Linked DNA regions of Hordeum vulgare: region 1 is linked to region 2. The links are chromatin contacts, called in public Hi-C maps. All regions are on one chromosome and are shown on one strand. Each heading gives the region's core, a stretch centred on a gene start, on an enhancer-like site or on the middle of the called end of the contact. The rest is flanking DNA. Distances are from core to core; before and after follow the strand shown.

Region 1 (3,034 bases), core at 281-2,780, 320 kb after region 2:
ATCCATCCTCCTCATCCTTCTCTATCAATTTCTCCTTCTCATCGCCCACATCCTCACTTGTGTTTGGCAACAGCAGATCATGATGTTCGCCTTGGGTCATCTCAACGTTCTCTGAGGTTACGCCCCCAGCTAGATCTGAAAATATACATTATACTCCCTCCGTCCTAAAATAACTGTCTCAAGCTTAGTACAAATTTGTATTAGAGCTAGTACAAAGTTAAGACACTTATTTTGGGACGGAGGGAGTATATGACATTGCTATATCTAATTTCACAAAAGTCATTCTTGTGTACCATCGCCTAAACTTCATGTAGCTAACTGAAGTACTCCCCCCGTAAAGAAATATAAGAGCGTTTAGGATCTAAACGCTCTTATATTTCTTTACGGAGGGAGTATTACTTATTTTTGTTAAGCGATTCACAAGTCATAGGAAAGCAACAGGTTTGACGATGCTAGTACCTGGAGTGTAGAACCTCATGTAGGGAATGACTTCAGTGCCGCTGGATACCTTCTTGACTCGGCCTGAATTAATCTCAACTGTGAAGGTGCCAAGATCTGTCCCCACGAAAAAGACATCAACCCCATTGGCGCAGCTGACCAAAAATCTGGGGCGAGAGGGTAGCAAGTTCTGCAGGTCAACCACTCTGCGTATTGCACATTTCACGGCCCCGTCTGTGCCAGCCTCCATCGACCATAGTTGGAGCGTGGACTCGTGCAGATTGGCACATCCCAGCACACCGTCCTCCGTTGGCATAAGGATATACCCGGAGTTCCAACTGTGCATGGCTGGCCAGTGAATCATCGATAGTTCCTGGCTGAACAAGTCATACCGCAGGACAACATTTTCCTCAGTGCACAAGAAATAGACTGCATCTCCCACAAACGCATTGGGCCGACAGAGCCAGACGTGCAGGGGCAAGTCAGGGTGCTCACAAGACGTCACGGGGCTCCAGGCACGGGACTCGGAAGAGTAGACGCAAGCTTGTGCAATCCCATCGTCATCGGTGCCCACGTAGACCACACGGAAGGGGTCGCCAGGGCAGTCGAGGTGGTCGCAGCCATCGGCGGCGCAGAGCACCGCCGCCGAACAGTCCGGGACGGTTGGATAGTCCACGAATTCCGGCAAGGACAGCCGCCACTGGCGGTGGCCGACGGGGTCCCACACGATGAGGCAGAGGGGTTCGCCGTCCGGGCCGAGAGTGTTTGAGAGGACGAGGCCATGGCGAGCGTCGAGAACGAAGAGGCTGCACTTGCCGGGGTGGATCGGGAAGAACGGGGAGGTGGGGGACAAGGGAGAAAACAAGCACATTACCGTCTCGTCGTTCTCGAAGAACCCCAGCAAGGGAGGCGTGCCGTGGAACTCGCGGTAGAGGCGGGAGAAGGCGGGGCTGGCGAGGCGGCTGCGCCAGGGCTTGCACGCGAGGGAGGCGCGGAAGAGGCACCCGGGGTCGTCCGGCGGGAGGCGGAGGAGGATCTCCTCGTGGAGCTCGTCCGGCAGCGTCGCCGGCGGCGGCGGCATGGCGGGCGGAGGCGTGGGCTGTGGCCGGAAGGCAAGGACCAACTGCTGCTGGGTCTGCGTTCGTGGGCCATTTCACAGGCTCGGAGGGTTGGGCTCAACCAGCTCGGCGTGGGGCGTGGGGCGTGGGGATTTCTGACAAAGTGGGACCGGGGAGGCAGCGAGACTGGGACTGGTGCATAGTGGAGGAGCTGATTTCTTTCTCCAAGCGGGCAGTGGCAATGGCGTGCTACGCCGCTCTGCTGCACCAGCCGCCCGCCTCGCCGTCCCCGTGCACCTCAGGCCGCGCCGGATCCTGCCGCGTCCGGCCGCCCCCGCTCCACCGGCGCCGAGCCCCTCCCCTGTCCACCCGCGCCCGGATCTCCCCGCGCTGCTCCTACGCCGCAGCTGGAGGGAGCGCCGGAGCGGGCGCCGAGGAGCAGCCCGCGGCGGCGCTACGGAGAGTGCTGGAGACGCCGGGCGCCCACCAGGCGCCCGCTTGCTACGACGCGCTCAGCGCCCGCCTCGTCGAGCGCGCCGGGTTCAGGGCCTGCTTCACGAGCGGTACGTGTTCGCGCTTTTGCTTCTGCAGGAATTCGTCTCACTCCTATCATAGATTCATAGTAGTATATAGTGTACCATACTTCCAATTCCTGAACATCGCAACGGGTGCTTGCTGTGTCACCATGTTTCTGTCATTCTGTGAGACTGAATTGTGAGTGTTATACCTATACTGCCTTGTACACCACATATGCCATGAAGATGATGAAACCTTAGACTGGCGTTAGAATTTGCTCTTGTACTGGTCTATGTTGGCTAGGTTTCTGTTGAGGGCACATTAATCAAGTGGCATTGCACATCTCGGATCACCACAAGTTTGTTCTTCACTTGGTACAGTCAAGGTCACTCGGACAGAACTTGAAAATGGAACCAGAGAGTAGTAGTTGCTATGTAAAAGGAGATCTACAAGATTTCAATCCTGAAAAAATTAACGGCGTTTTGTCTTTCAGGATTCTCAATATCTGCTGCAAGGCTTGGATTGCCAGATGTTGGTCTCATCTCCTATGGCGAAATGATAGATCAAGGGCGTCTAATCACTGAAGCCGTATCTATACCTGTCATTGGTGATGCCGATAATGGTTATGGAAACTGTATGAATGTCAAGAGGACAGTGAAAGGATTTATCAATGCTGGTTTTGCTGGAATTATTCTTGAGGATCAGGTATTTTGATACTATGCCAATGTTGTGCTGTTTACTGAATTCTCAAGCTGTTTTGCTTCTATAACATATTTTATGTGCACAAACTATTGCATCACTGAACTTGAGTGCTTCATAAGAACCTAATATGATTTTACATATCCTGGTTGTGCATTCAGTTTCATGTTAACTATAATTTTGAATAACAACCCATGCTACTGCCCTAATAAGTCTCTGGCCTGGACCCTGGCTGATATCTCACATTCTTAGTATAAAATAATTCATATTCTAGCAATCAAGGATCATTTATCCTGATTTTGAACTATGCACTTAAACCATGT
Region 2 (3,083 bases), core at 463-2,962:
ACAATACAACAGAAGATGTTTTCTGAACTAACGTTTTATGTCATCTGCGTCCAGAGCATAAATATTGGCCAGCTCTTCTATTCTTCTGCTATGTGGTCGAAGCGCCAGATTCAAGACTTTGGGCTTGAGATAGTGGAGCACGATATCCTCGTCCGTGGGGCGAAATCTGAATCCTGGTATTAGCTGCCATGGTGTACTACTTGTCTCAGCAACTTCAGTAGACGTCTCGGTTGATTGCTCGTTGGGTACATCCCTATGTTCCGTTGTAATAATCGAACTATTCATGCTATCAGAATCGTCATTGTGGTCGTTGTTGCCATCCTCCGGTTGCTCTGCTGCCGAGCTAGTCGGGTCATTGCTGCTGCCACCAAGCTGTGTTGATGATGACACCATCGTATTGTTTGAAGTCGTCATTGTCGCCCCGCAATGCGAGTTGATATTGCTATCAGAACACACAATGTTATCAGGACATGCGTCTAAGTCTGTTCCAAAGAATTTGTCAGTCGTATCTTTGAATGTTAGCTCTCTCCAATCAGGTGAATCGTTGTCACTGTTGCCACCAAGCTGGGTGTACATTGACGACGATGCCACGGTAGCGTTCTCCATGGGTCGATGCAACAAAAAGTCTGCCGACCTCGTTGAAGTCGCCGTTGTCGCATTGCAATGCGCGTTGGTGTGGCTGTCGAAACATACACTGCTTTGATCAAGACATGAGTCCTTATCTGTTCCAAAGAATTCGTCGTTCGAAACTTTGGATATATGCTCTTTGCAATCGCGTGAGTCGTCCTCCTCCACGGGAGTTCCCTTGGAGGAATAGCCCTGCCATAGTCGCTCGTTCCATTGTTCAAAAAATCCCACGGGTTCATTCCATTGCTTGGAAAATCTTGCGGGGGAATCTAGGCCTCCGTACATAGTGCACCAGCACGATAGTTGATCCCAACCGTGTATGATACTTGGGTCGATCGAAATTCTTTCGGCATAATGTTTACTAAGCTCATGTTGTAGGACATTGCGGCAGAACTGAAACACCGACATGTCCGACGTTGAAAGGCACTCGTTAACAGACCATCGATATCGACCTCCTGCGCCCGTGGAAGTGCTAGGCTCTGTCTCCACGTCATTGTATGCCGCCGGTCTTTTTGATGTCATCGGATGAAGGTTCACGGTGGCTCGCCATCGGGTGGCGGTGCTCTCCTCCACGCACGGCAACGTGCCGTGAAAGTTGTCACCCGACCCCTCACATGTCAACAATTTGACATCACCGGCATGTCGCCAGGGCACAAAGGTGTATACACCCGGCCAGCTGAGCGTAGTTGTCGGCAATGTAATCCTGGCTATATAAGCCTGTAGTTTATTCATCGTTGCTAGACGGCAATTCAACTTTGACGTCGCTGCCGGATGAGGACGGCACGGCGCTCTTCTTCTGCCGGCGGTGCTGTCCTCCTCATCGTCCAAGCTCAGAAACATCTTCTGGCTTTGGCCGCCGGCGCGAACGTCTACGGTGCCGAAGGTATCCGCCTCCCAGCGATATCTTCCGTGCGTGCGGCGGCGCTGGAGCGGCCGGCAGAGGTACTGGAGGAGCAGCGGCAGCAGGATCACAAAAAACGCCTCGAGGAGCGAGCAGCCGTCGGCCGGCATGCTGCTGGATATCGTCGCCATATTTTACGGTGGAGGAGGTTCCGTGAGGATTGATGTCTGGCGGTACGTCGATGTTGGTCGCCTTTATGAGAGCGAAGGAATTCCGACAGCACGCGCCACGATCGACCGTCCCGGTCAGTTACTACTAAAGTTAGTAGCTCGGACTTTCTGTATTTTTATCATGGGAGAATTCGGGAATAAAGCGTTCCTTTGCGTCTACTAGTACGATCTAGATCTATTTCCATAAGAAAACTACTAGGGGAACTTGTATGGGAGTGGGACACGAGTTTAGTATATTGAGGAGTATTTAACAAAAACTATCATAATTCATGAAACCATGCCTACAAACTGGAGTACCACTTTACGATTTTGTTCTTTTTTTCCTAATCTGTTACTAAAAACTATCAAGTTTGAAAAGCATCTGATTCGTCTCGTTTAAACTCGATTATGACAGTGTTGGCCCACACGTCAGGGTTGACGTGGCACAATAATCAACTCCGTTAAATTGACAGTTATACTGACCGTTTTGACATCTAGGACCCATATGTCATTTCTATCTCTTTCCTATAAAATTTCCCATGGAGGAAAACCAGGGGTAGTCCCCGTCGCCGCCGCAGTGGCCTTCATCGGAGGCAGAGAAGATGAAGTAATGCGGCGGCGCGGCCGCATCCGCATCTAGAGGAGACAGCGCGACCTGCAGGCGAGGCGGGCGACCGGACGGCGGCCGGGGGCCTCCCCCGACGGCGACCTGCAGACGTGATGGCCGGGGCCTCCCTGCAGCGGCGACTTGCAGGCGAGGCGGGCGCCAGGGCGGCGGCCTCGGGCCTCCCCGCGGCGGTGACCTGCTGGCGCGGCGGCTGGGGCCTCCCTACGGCGGCAACTTGGCCACAACAATGGTTAGTGGGCAGGAGTAGGGATGGGTTAGTGCTAGGGTAGGGATGGGTTAGTGGGTTGTTAGAATTAAATGGGCCACTGACCACTGGGCTTGCATGGTTAGATTAATCTAACTAGTTACTTGTATAAAATTTAAGAAATTTACAAAATATTTACAAATCTGAAACTTACATGTGGTCCCTAGATTTCATAACGGTTAATTTAACGGAGTTGATTATTGTGCCACGTCAACCCTGACGTGTGGGCCAACACTGTCATAATCGAATTCAAATGAGACGAATCAGACTTTTTCAGACTTGGTAGTTTTTAGTCACAGATTAGAAAAAAATAATAGTTTTCAGGACAAAATCGTAAAATGATAGTTTGTAGGCTTGGTTTAAAAAATTGTGGCAGTTTTTGGTTAAATACTCTATATTGAGATAATAGGAGACGGTTTAGTTTTGTTTTTTGAGCATTCAGGAGACGGTTGGGGGCGGCGTTCCCGTGGCCCACTCCATCCCGTGCCTCGATCGCTGGGTGCGGGGTGGCGGCGTGGTTTCCGTCGCCGATAG

The links. A called contact is a pair of places that touch in the nucleus more often than the background predicts.
Region 1: a Hi-C map of leaf shows a contact between it and region 2, with 4 times the contacts expected there. The contact joins the promoter of LOC123427182 here to the enhancer-like site in region 2. A contact is called at or near these places in 2 of 6 Hi-C or Micro-C datasets (both in leaf).

The regions. Positions count from the first base shown.
Region 1 is chr2H:550,497,732-550,500,765 of MorexV3_pseudomolecules_assembly, forward strand. It overlaps LOC123427182, which reads right to left and starts at 1,531. Exons shown (of 2, transcript XM_045111161.1): 1 at 460-1,531; 2 at 1-135. The coding sequence starts at 1,519. LOC123427183 (2,3-dimethylmalate lyase-like) reads left to right here and starts at 1,683. Exons shown (of 8, transcript XM_045111162.1): 1 at 1,683-2,059; 2 at 2,506-2,717. The coding sequence starts at 1,738.
Region 2 is chr2H:550,180,164-550,183,246 of MorexV3_pseudomolecules_assembly, forward strand. It overlaps LOC123427181 (a long non-coding RNA gene), which reads left to right. Exons shown (of 4, transcript XR_006622373.1): 4 at 1-495. Among protein-coding and RNA genes, the nearest start is that of LOC123427181, 6.1 kb to the left of the region's middle. Within about 2 kb of position 1,713, at least 1 of the 3 cell types and tissues checked has open chromatin away from gene starts, as enhancers often do. A contact at or near this core is called in leaf, where this site is marked.